Linked DNA regions of Sus scrofa: region 2 is linked to region 1. Evidence: chromatin contacts called from public HiChIP or PLAC-seq data. All regions are on one chromosome and are shown on one strand. The core of a region is the stretch at or near the end of the contact, and the rest is flanking DNA. Distances in the headings are between cores, read along the strand shown. Region 1 overlaps IFFO2 (intermediate filament family orphan 2). Region 2 overlaps UBR4 (E3 ubiquitin-protein ligase UBR4).

What was found. HiChIP or PLAC-seq counts read pairs in DNA pulled down with a chosen protein or histone mark.
Region 2: an H3K27ac HiChIP or PLAC-seq map of alveolar macrophages shows a contact between it and region 1. The contact joins two enhancer-like sites.

Annotation. Positions count from the first base shown.
Region 1 is chr6:77,438,824-77,444,632 of Sscrofa11.1, forward strand. All of the region lies in intron 1 of IFFO2 (intermediate filament family orphan 2), which reads right to left. Among named protein-coding and RNA genes, the nearest start is that of IFFO2, 17 kb to the right of the region's middle. Within about 2 kb of position 3,503, at least 20 of the 83 cell types and tissues checked have an H3K27ac peak or open chromatin away from gene starts, as enhancers often do. A contact at or near this core is called in alveolar macrophages, where this site is marked.
Region 2 is chr6:77,616,657-77,622,147 of Sscrofa11.1, forward strand. It overlaps UBR4 (E3 ubiquitin-protein ligase UBR4), which reads right to left. Exons shown (of 108, transcript XM_021095464.1): 66 at 4,930-5,157; 67 at 3,825-3,903; 68 at 3,252-3,371; 69 at 3,124-3,249; 70 at 2,500-2,668; 71 at 1,844-1,988; 72 at 920-1,005. Among named protein-coding and RNA genes, the nearest start is that of UBR4, 89 kb to the right of the region's middle. Within about 2 kb of position 3,380, at least 2 of the 83 cell types and tissues checked have an H3K27ac peak or open chromatin away from gene starts, as enhancers often do. A contact at or near this core is called in alveolar macrophages, where this site is marked.

The DNA of each region.
Region 1 (5,809 bases), core at 2,253-4,752:
AGGACACCAGCTGGGAGTCCTGTCCCAGCAAGCAGGGACGCTTAACCCCTTCCTGCCCCAGCCTCGGGAGCTAGCATCCCCCCGGGCAATGTAATCACTGACATAACACTCAGGCCTCCTGCCCTCCACCCTTGGAGGTGAGGGGCCTACAAGGGGCCAAAGGGGAGTCAGGAAGGTGGTGGAGTGAGAGGGGACCATGGAGCAGGAGGGAGTGGAGGAGGTATCGCTGCTTGGCTCTGAGGGCAGCCTCACCCGCCAGGAATCTGCCAGCCCAGAGGGAAAATAGGGAGGGTGCTGGTTCCAGGCTGGGAGCCCCGTGGAGCCAGGTGGAACCAGCTGCCTTGCTTCCAGGACATCCACTTGGGGCAGAGAATGCCAGGTCCAAAGGCCACCAGCTACCTTTATCAGACTAGAAAACCCACGGTCCCCACCGCCAAACCCCAGAAACAGCACTGCCCTATGAAGAAGGTGATCCAACTCTGCCAGTGTGGCTGAACGGCCATAGACAGGCCACTCAACCGCCCTGGGCCTCAGTTTCCTCATCAGGAAAGGGGGGCTGGGGTGATCCCTGGGCTCCAGGCCCACTTCCGGCTCAGAGGACTCCATGACTCCAGGAGAAGGAATGTGTCTCCTCCCCCCACCCCCACCCTCAGGAACTTGTGGAATCCTAGAGGGACCAGCCAGATCCCTTCTACATAAAGAGTGTGTCCCAACCAGCATGCATGGGTCAAGGGGGACTTCCGGTAGGAAGAAGGTAAGCTTCCAGGGTTCAGCGGGGAACCGATGCTGCCTTGAGAACTTGGGAAGGGTCTTCACCAGGCCGCTGATGCCCACCCAGTCCCTACTCCACGGAAGGCTAAACAAGGCGAAATGCAGCATATGGGATCCGGGCTAGGGCCGGGAAGCATTAACCAATGGAAGAGGCTATGAGGATGCCAGGGGGCACATCTAAGAGAGGGCTCTGGAATGTCCTTCTAAGGCAGTAAAATCTTTAAATGGGATTTGCAAAGGGAGGGAAGAACAGATGACCTCTGGAGACCCCTGGGGACAGCCAGCTGGTGTCCACAGCAAAACAGGGCTTCAGAGTCTCTGCACTCAGGTGCCCAGCCAACCTGGCATTCCAAGTGGCCAGTGGTATCATCTCAGGGCAGAGCACGGCCAGGCTCAGCTCCAGCCTGAGGCCTGCACGCTGGTCCAACCAGTATCTCTGGATGTCTCTCAGGACAGAGGCTGTGGAAAACTCTAGAAAAGCCTAAGAACATATCAAAATAGGCAAGGAGGGAAGGGCTGGGTGAGAGGGCTGCCAGCCAGGAGTGCAGCCATTTGTCAGCGTGACAGAGATGCAAAAACATGTGGCAGGAGTCCACAGACACGGCTCTGAGTCCTAGGTGTGTCTCCAACTTGCTGTGCAACCTATAGCAAGTCACTACCTCTCTGAAAAGTGTGTGTTAGGGGGAGAAACTGAACATCTCTTCTAGGTCTGATTTAGGAGTCATTTTGCAAGCTCCCTAGGTTCAGGAGTCTGCCTTTCCAATCCATGTAACATCATCTCCAGGGCCCAAGCATAGGGCCAAGCACAAGTGTCCTAAAAATGATAGATGGAGGGCTAGATGGAGGAATGGGTGCTTGGAAGAAATGATATATGGTTGGATGGAAGGATGGATGGATGGAAGGGTTGGTGCGTAGATGGATAGAAGGATGGATGAAAGGATGAATGGGCGGGTGGATAGATGGATGGACAGATGGAAGGATGGGTAGGTGGATGCATGGATGGATGGATGGAAGGGTGGAGGGATGGATGGATGGATGAATGAATGGATAGATGGATGGAGATGGATGGATGGATGGAAGGGTGGTTGGGTAGATGGATGGATGATGAGATGGTTGGATGGACAGAGGGATGGATGAATGAATGATCAAGTGGAGTAATTCCAGAAAAAGAAGAGCAGAAGGCCCTAGGTGTCACCTGGGAGACTTCCTTACACTTGCCATTAGGCCTCCTTGGAATCACCTTCCCGTGACTACAGACCTTCCAACATCCAGCTCCCTCTTCTAACTTGTACATAGATGTGCATACACCTACATATACACACTAAAATACACAACACATGCTCCAAGCACCATGACCTAACTCTGAATCCTGAGAATAGAAGCTATGGATCCCCAGTGAGACTTGCCTGCTGCAGTCTTTTCCCGGGGCACTCGTGCTTCCTGAAGCACCATCCCAAAGCCAGGTTTGAAATGAGACTTGACAGTGGTAGAACCCAGTGAAAATCTTTTAAGACCCAAGTTCACATGCCTTCTCTGCTACTTTCTGACTATGACAAGCAAGTCATTTCACTTGCCAAGACTCGGTTTCCTCATCTGTACAGCTTCCCTACAAGAGTGTCGTGAGGTTCAGGAGAACATACCCGTGAAGCCTTGAACTGCATCAGATACACAAGATGTGCTCAGGGAATGGTGAGAAGAGTGTTACGGGGTTATGAGGTCCTGGCTTCCTTCTTGGTGGAGCTGAGGGTGAGCCGAGCCTCCTAGGGCTTCTCTGCTCGGGCCCTGCAATCCCTTCCACCTCGTTTCCCACCTTGGGGAATGATGTGTCTGGGCTTAAACTGAGCAGAAGCTACAAAGCAGCCTTTGTCTCAGAGATGAAACCCTAAACCAGCTGCCCTTGACGTCCACCCTGGAAAAACAACGCCAGGACAGCCTTCGACGTCACTTCTCTGCCAAGGCCTGGGAGAGAGCGCTTCACCCACAAGGGCTCACAGAGACAGTCTGTGGGCTGGACAAGAACCCAGAAGCCATCTTCCCAAGGCCTTAAGGAAGAACAGCTGCCTTAAGGAGCAAGAGAGGACTTGAACCCCTCTATCTCCACCCAAGGGCCAGGGCCAAGAATATGCAGCTCATTCCTCAGCCTGGAGGACTGAGGCTGGGAGGGTGGTAGGAAGAACACTGGAAGGCTTAAAGCCCAGCTCTGCCTCGTGGGGAGGCCTCGGCCAGGGATGTGACCTCTTGAGGCTGCCTCCGTATCCTCGCAGGGATGCTGGCGCTGACGGGGCCCCTCCCCTGGGAGGCAGGGTCGGGGCAGACCCCCCATTCAGGATCACCTCCACCAAGGCCACAGGCTCCAGGTGACACACTGTGCTGCCCACAGCCTTGACTGCTAGGTCTAGCCCTACCAGTGACCACGTGGTGACAATCTGCTGGGGAGAAGAGGGGATGTGACCGACCTCCTCCTTGGCCGCATGCAGGCCGCTCTGCTGGGGAAAGGAAGTGCTCTGATCACAAAGTCCACTCTGTAGCCGGAAGCAGAAGGGAAGAGGCCATTCCCACTGTACGGGGCCTGGGAGCCGGGGAGGGCCGGGCTGGGACAGAAGGAACAGAGCCAAGAGGGCTCAGGGGCCGGCATCACACTTAGCACTCAGCACTATCTCACTGGTTGTTCACCACCACGTGTGAGCTAAGGTCATCCCGCTGTCACAGAGGAGAGAGCTGAGGCCCGGGGTGGGGACACGAACTCAGGCAGCTTCACTCGAGGATCAGAGGTCCCGCCCCAGTGAAGGCCCTGATTGCAAGCCAACAATGCAACCAAGGAAGAGGAACAATTTCCTCTTAATTCCTGTGGGTGTGTCATGCCGTAAGGCCCAGAAAGGAAAAACCCTTGAGTTGGGGCTCCCCTGAACTCAGCATTAGGGTTTTTTTCTGGTTTTTCGGTTTTGTTTTGTTTTTGTTTCCTTTTTTTCTTTTAACTGCCATACCTGCAGTGGATAGACGTTTCCAGGCTAGGGGTTGAATCGGTGATGCAGCTGCCGGCCTACACCACAGTCACAACAACACTGGATCCAAGCCACATCTGTGACCTACACCGCATCTTGCAGCAACACTGGACCCTTAACCCACCGAGCCAGGCCAAGGATCACACCCACATCCTCACAGAGACAATGTCAGGTCTTTAACCTGCTGAGTCACCATGGGAACTCCCACCATCAGGTTACTCTTGAGTCTGTTAGTAGCCTAGAGAGCTCTGGCCTCAGTTTTCCCGCTTGAATAAGTCCTGATGTTTTCAGGGTATTTTCTTTAAAGGCAAGTGTCAAGCCAGTTGCAATGTAATATTGAGACTCTCCATGTAAAACAGCAGACAGATCCAAATGTAGACTTTCCATGTAAAACAGTAGACACATCCAAACGTACTGGTTGTCGGGTCTCAGCCGCAGGCTGGGGACTTGGGAAGCATGGTCCTTGTAAGGACCAGGGCATCAGCCTTGGTGGTTCACCAGCTCCTCACTGTGGGCAAAGTTCTCAGACCTCCTAGTCCAGGGCTCACCTCAGAGAAAAAGGGACAGGAATGGGCCTCACTGCACCAGGCTCATCACCAACCTTGAGGATCTCGCCAGCCCATTTTATACAAGAAGGAAACCAAGGCACAGAGAATGATGCAGCTGAGCCCACAGCTGGCAGACAGGGACGGTAGGTCAGTGAGTCAGTCAACACCCCAAAACCTCAACACTAGGCAAAAAGACTGGGGAAGTGCCTCCTGTTACAAGGAGACAAACTCAAGGCAACCTCAGATGTCTCGTTTGTAGCCACAAGAGCCTCACGAGCAACACCGAGGACCCGGATGTCTGGCCAGGGGGCAGCCCTTGGTCTATGTGGGCTCTGCCTGACAGGTTCCAAGGTCTTTTCACTCCAAGTTCTCTAGCCTCTCGGAGTTATCCGAGCCCGTCCTCAAAGGACAAGCAGCCTCCAGTAGGATCCCCTAGTGCAAGGGTTTCACAGGAACCCTGTTTAGGGAACCTGGGTTCTAGCCCCTCCTCTGCTGTGTGACCTCAAGGGAGCTGCTCTCCTTCTCTGGGCCTCAGTTTTCTTATCTGTAAAAAAGTCATGGGCATATGAGCGGGGACAGAGAGAAAAATACAAAACAGTGAGCGACAATCTCTCAGAAGGTCTTCAAAAGACACCAGGCACATCTAGTCATCTGGGATGGTAGGGAAATAATGTCGCCTGGAAGTAGGGGGATGGATTAAATGACCTCAGAGAGAGCGTCCAACCCTCTGAGCCTAACCGGGGGGAAGAGGAAGTCGCAGGTGTGAGGGAGAAGGGGCAGGCAGGGCTGCCAGGCAGGCAGGGAAGGTGAGCAACCCCCCAGCCCCACACCCCTGCCCAATAGCCCCAAACCTTGATGGGGGCTGGGGAAGCCGAGGCCCCATGACCAGCACTGACCTCTAACCCGGTGCTCTCCCTCTCCCCAGGCCACCTCCTCCACTGCCCACTGTGATGTACAAAGGGGTCTGGGGTGGACAGAGGTGAGGCCCTGACCCTTGGGGCTCCAAGTCCACAGGGGACAGACGGAGGCCCCCAGCCCCACGCTCACAGACACGTGCACACACGGCCTCACAAAGCCCCAGCGGCAAAGACCCTCCCACCAAGGCCTTGGGCAGAGGGGTGGCGGACAGCGCCTCACAGCCCTCCCCTGCCTCTGATGGGCACAGGGATGAAGGAGCCAGCCCTGGGGAATGGAACCCAAAACAAGAACAAAGGAAAAGAGGGAGAGGAGAGAGGAGGGGAGACAGCAAAACAACCAAGAGAGCCAAGAAGGCTGCAGGGGTCAGGGGAGAAGACAGAGCAGGCGGGCCCAGCTTTGGCTGTGTCCAGACTCCAGCCCAGGCACGGGGAACACGCCAGCATGGCAACTTCACCCCCGGGCCTTTGCACAAGCTGCTCTCTCTCCCTGCAGCACCCTTCTTCCTTCTTTTCCACTCTCACTGGACCTTCAAAACACAACTCAGCTGATGTCTCCTCCAGGAAGCCTTCC
Region 2 (5,491 bases), core at 2,130-4,629, 180 kb after region 1:
GGCGGAAAAAAAAAGAACAGTCCCTGATAAACCAGGGAAATAATAAACTGAAAGTTCAGGAGTTCCCGTTGTGGCGCAGTGGTTAACGAATCTGACTAGGAACCATGAGGTTGCAGGTTCGGTCCCTGCCCTTGCTCAGTGGGTTAACGATCTGGCGTTGCCGTGAGCTGTGGTGTAGGTTGCAGATGCGGCTCGGATCCTGCATTGCTGTGGCTCTAGCATAGGCTGGTGGCTACGGCTCCGATTAGACCCCTAGTGTGGGAACCTCCATATGCCGCAGGAGCGCCCAAGAAATAGCAAAAAAAAAAAAAAAAAAAAAAAAAGAAATTTCAACCAGCATTCTCTTTCAAAAGGCGTTTTTTTTTTTTTTTTTTTTTGGGGGGGGGGGTCCTTCTGTCTTTTTAGGGCACACCCACGGCATATGGAGGTTCCCAGGCTAGGGGTCAAATTGGAGCTGCAGCCGCCAGCCTACACCACAGCCACAGCAACACGGGATCCGAGCCACGTCTGCCATCTACACTACAGCTCACGACAATGACAGATCCTTAACCCACTGATCGAGGTCGAGGTCAGGGATCGAACCCTTATCCTCACGGATGCTAGTCAGGTTCGCTAACCGCTGAGCCACAATGTGAATTCCGAAGTTTTTTCTTTAAATGCAACCGTTTCTATAAATTTGTCTTATGTGATTTAAACTTCAACCCTTGAAACTAGTGACTTTCTTAAATTACCGCTTACCAAACCTTAATTCAGCAGTTACGTTGTGAGCCCCTCCTATGTGCAAGAACGCAGATACAAGGGAGGAATTCAGAGACCAGCTCTGTGTATTGCTTCACATATAAGAGCCAATCAATGTGGAAAGAGCAACTCAAGACTGTTGACTGAGCTTCAAACAGGACGAAAGCAGAATAAAACTCACTTGTAAATGTTGGAATTGGGATGGTTGGTAAGAATATGGTTCTGAGTCCGCAGAATCTCCACAGCCTTCTGTGAATATTCCTTCAACTGAGAACAGAAGTCAATACAGGATCAATTAGAGCCCAAAGGAAAGCTGATACTGCCCTAGAAGGACCAGCCCTCAATTAGACCCACAGAGGGGCCTCATTCCTAGTCATTTAAAGGACTCCCGCCTTTAAAAGTTTCCACGATCTTTGTGACAGTCCATCTTTTTACATCTTGTGGAGGAAGATTAGTTTTGCTATTATGGAGAAGCCATGAAATGATTACCAAACTGCAGAAACACCTTTGGATATGTGATCAGGACTGCCTGCTAGGAAAACCAGGAGCACTTTCTTTTCCAAGCAACTTCAGTCAGTTGCATTTTCTTCCTCCCTTTACCTACTTCTGTTGGCTAAGCCAAATTCAGATCGTACTTATTTGCTAGTATATATTACCTAGGTGGTATACACATTGGGAACGCTTAATATATATTTAAGAGGTTTCATATATATATATATATATATATATATGTGAAACCCATACCCATACCCTGTGTGGGTTGGTCATAATGTTCTTTTTTTTTTTTTTTTAAGTCTTTTTAGGGCAGCATCCGCAGCATATGGAGGTTCCCAGGCTAGGGGTCCATTCGGAGCTGCAGCCGCCAGCCACAGCCACAGCCACAGCCAGAGCCACGTGGGATCCGATCCATGTCTGCGACCTACACCACAGCTCATGGCAACGCTGGGTCCTTAACCCACTGAGCGAGGCCAGGGATCAAACCCGCAACCTCATCATTCCTAGTCAGATTCGTTAACCCCTGAGCCACGACGGGAACTCCCTGGTCATAATGTTCTTAACTCAGGAGAAAAAAGGTTACGTGAGGCCAGTCAGCCTCATCGGTTACCTTCTTCTCTGTCTGTGGGGTCTTCAAGGAGAAATATCCTAGTAGGTCCACAAACTGGGCAGCCTTACGACCATAGGCTGGGAGCTCTGGCCATATGGACCACATCAGGTCTAGCAGAAGCTCCTGTTGAGATTTGCTAGAGTTTCTGTAGATAAATGACAGTTCATATCATAAGGAGTAGGAAATCCTGAAGTTCCTTTATTTATCTCCAAGGCTCGGGCACTGTTTTAGATACTATCTACTTCCCCACAAGCATGAGTTAAGTGTAAATGGCTCTACTGCTCAGCTGACAATCAGCCCTAACAGAAGTAGCACAGGTCTTTCCTGTCTCAGGATGCTGTTTACTCCCGTCATCCAACGGTGGCAGGAACTGAGCTTTGTTAGCCTCAAGAGCCAAGCCTGGTCATTTTACGAACTTCTAAACATAGCCTTCTTAAAGGAAAATGGATCATCTCTTGCTTCCGACACCAGTTTAATAGCTAAAAAGCAGACAACTTGACGGAGAAATCTGTGATGGTCAAGAGGATTGAGACTGGTGTAAACAGCGACACATGACCTTGAGGAAGCAACATAAATCCAAGACAGAACCGCCTCACCCACTCTGGTCCCAGACCCTGGACCCATGCAGCCTGCTAAAACTAAGCCCCAGACTCTACCTGTAGATATGCAACGTCAGGCAGTGGGCCTGCCAGCGCACCGAGGAAGAATTGGACTCTAAGAGGAAGCAACGCAGAAACTGGACCAAGGTCTCCTTATCGGCAAATTTGTTCAGCTGGTTCACCAGAGCTGTGCACAGCTGATCCTCTTGGCTGGCTGAGCTCTCACCTGCAACATCAGAGCAGGACTGAGGGCTGACGAAGAGGAAGAAGCAGTCAAGGGGCCTACAGCCAGTGCTCAGGTGGACAGGCAAGGGATTCTGCCCATGTCTTAAAAGTTTCACTGAAACGGCTGCAACCTGAAAACAACCTCTAGTTGTTTGCTAAACGACAAAAGGTCACACTGAACATCATAAAGCTACCAAAAAAGCACAGGATCAAGTGCCTGCACAAGCCTATCAGTGAACAAACATAGTGACAGTGGAGAAGGAATTTCTTTTCAAAAGTTGGCTACCTCGAACAGTCAACATTTACTCCAGACCTCTAGAAATGCAAAAGTGAATCACTCTGCTGTATACGTGAAAGTAACACAACATTATACACTAGTATACATCAACTAGAATGACCCGTGTGCTGCCCAAGAACACCACACCCTCATCACCAAGACAAGAAGACGACGTGTACCCTCCTTCTCCTTCTCCTTTTCTTCTTTCTTGCTCTTCTTCGTGGATGATTTTGACTGTGCTGCGGCCTGTCCAGAACTGGCAGCCACAGGGGCTGAGGAGGCAGCGGTGGCGCTGGAGGAGCCTGCGAGGCCGCCAGAGCGGCGAGCACTTTGCTGCCACACAGAGCGCAGGAGAGCAGCTGCAGCAGCACCGGAGACACGCCCTCGTCCACCAGGAAGCTGACTTGGAGGAGGAAGTAGAGGACGGCTGTGGGCAGAGGAGACAGGGGCGCTGAGACAACTGTGACACAGACAGCACACACCCACCCATACCCACACCCGCACGACTAGGAGGCCTTCTCCACACGCTGGGGCTACCCCACTCCCACCACCTTCCTTGTCCAGGTTCTCTGCTGGACGTTGTCGAGAGGAGAACTCACACCCTCTGTGGAAACACCCGACTGAGCACTGCAATCACTACAGAGATGGGCACCTGCACCCACTCATTTGAACAAGACGATCCTCACTGTAGCACCCCAAGTTTTGTCTATGGACCCTTTAAAGTTTTTACTTCTCTTCCTGGCTGGGCAGAGTTCTGCCTCTCTTGCTCAAAGCTCTATCTTAAGCACCCAGTTTAGTGCTTGGCATAGAGTGGGCCTCAATGAATAGTTCTCGAAGAAATGAAGGACTAACAGCAACCAAAGGAAGAGCCACTGCTTACAGTCGTCCTTGATGCAGAACTTCTGCCAGTTGACAGTTCGCTGGGCAGCAATCTCTGCACACGCTTTCAGGTGCTCCATCTGAAATGGAAACAGGTCACCAGAAATAAGTCACCCCACCACACTGCCCACACCTGCTGCCTTGAGTGTTGGCTTCGGGTTACAAACACTTGTCGTCTGTACAAGACTGACCCAGTGTCCTAGTGACCCTGGGACCAAGGCCCACACTCTGCGGCGCTTACTGAGCCTCCTATCTTCTAGGCCCCACCACCCAAAGGCCCTTTGTTTTCAGGGATCCTTCAGAACACTCAATAAAGCAGCAGCCAAGGTAGGCCATGACCTAACTCCACAATCCAGGTTTATTCTTTTTCTTGCTAAAAACACTACGGTAAGTGCTCTGGATTAGGAGTTGATGTTCGTTCGTTTTTTTCTTTTTTTTTTTTTTTGTCTTTTTAGGGCCGTGCCCTTGGCACAGAAAGGTTCCCAGGCTAGGGGTCAAATTGCAGCTATAGCCGCTGGCCTATGCCACAGCCACAGCAACTCGGGATCTGAGCCGTGTCTGCGACCCACACCACAGCTCATGGAAACACTAGATCCTTAACCCACAGATGGAGGCCAGGGACTGAACCTGCATCTTCATGGATACTAATCAGATTCATTTCCGCTGAGCCACAATGGAAACTCCCGAAGATGTTCTTTCTAGATGTTCTTATGCAATATATTCGATTCACTCCCCAAAGTCAAACAATTTATCTCGGGTGGTGATAAATAATTTTAGGACAAAAATGAGAGGTGCACAAATCTCAGGTTGATCCCATCTGTAATGTGAGCAAATGACACTGGGAAGAAGCCCAAGCACCGCTCCTCATAATGGAAGAACCACTGCCAGGCAGGGGCGGGATCAGAGAGGGGAGATCCTGGACCCTGAAGGCAAGTTCACACGGCACAGCACCCTGCCGGGTACCACAGGCTGACCCTGACCTCGGCCCTGGCCAGATGTTCTCTAAGCGCTGACAAGCCCTGAGGGTGCTGCTCCATCCTGTTACCTACTTTGTTGAGCCCCAGCACACACCCTCTCCCTGTCCGACTGCCCCTCACCGGCCGTACCAGGCTGATAAGCGTGTCATACTGCAAGGCGGAGCCTGAGCTGGCCGTGACCACGCTCGCCCGGAGGAATATCCCCTGCTCCTCCAGCAGCTTCTTGATCCCACGCACATGGGAGTCCAGGGTGTGCAAATCCCGGAGCTGGCGGTACTTCTCCTTTGACCCACAGATGAAAAGCAGAAGTTTGCGGACTTGCCGGCGCACAAACGGGGTTTGCTGGATCATCAGGTACTTGAAGGGAGAAAGAGCACAAAGTGTCAATGACTCTGGAACTGTACATGCACAAGCCGTGGCCCTCTGGGTTTTCATGAACTATTATTAAAAACTGGTGAGGAACACAAACCAAGCTATGTCCTCACAGTCAGGCTACCTCCTGGTGAGCTTCAGTAACCCTTAGAGGGACAAGAAGAAAGGCATAGAAAGACAAATGTCCAAAAGGGGGAAAGAGCGGTATTCCTGCTACCCCTGTGAAGAACTGAGGGATCTACAGGGAAGCTGGCCTCCACTCTGGCGCACTCAGAGTGAAACTCTGTGGGAAAGAGATTCAGAATCCCCGGTCCAGGTC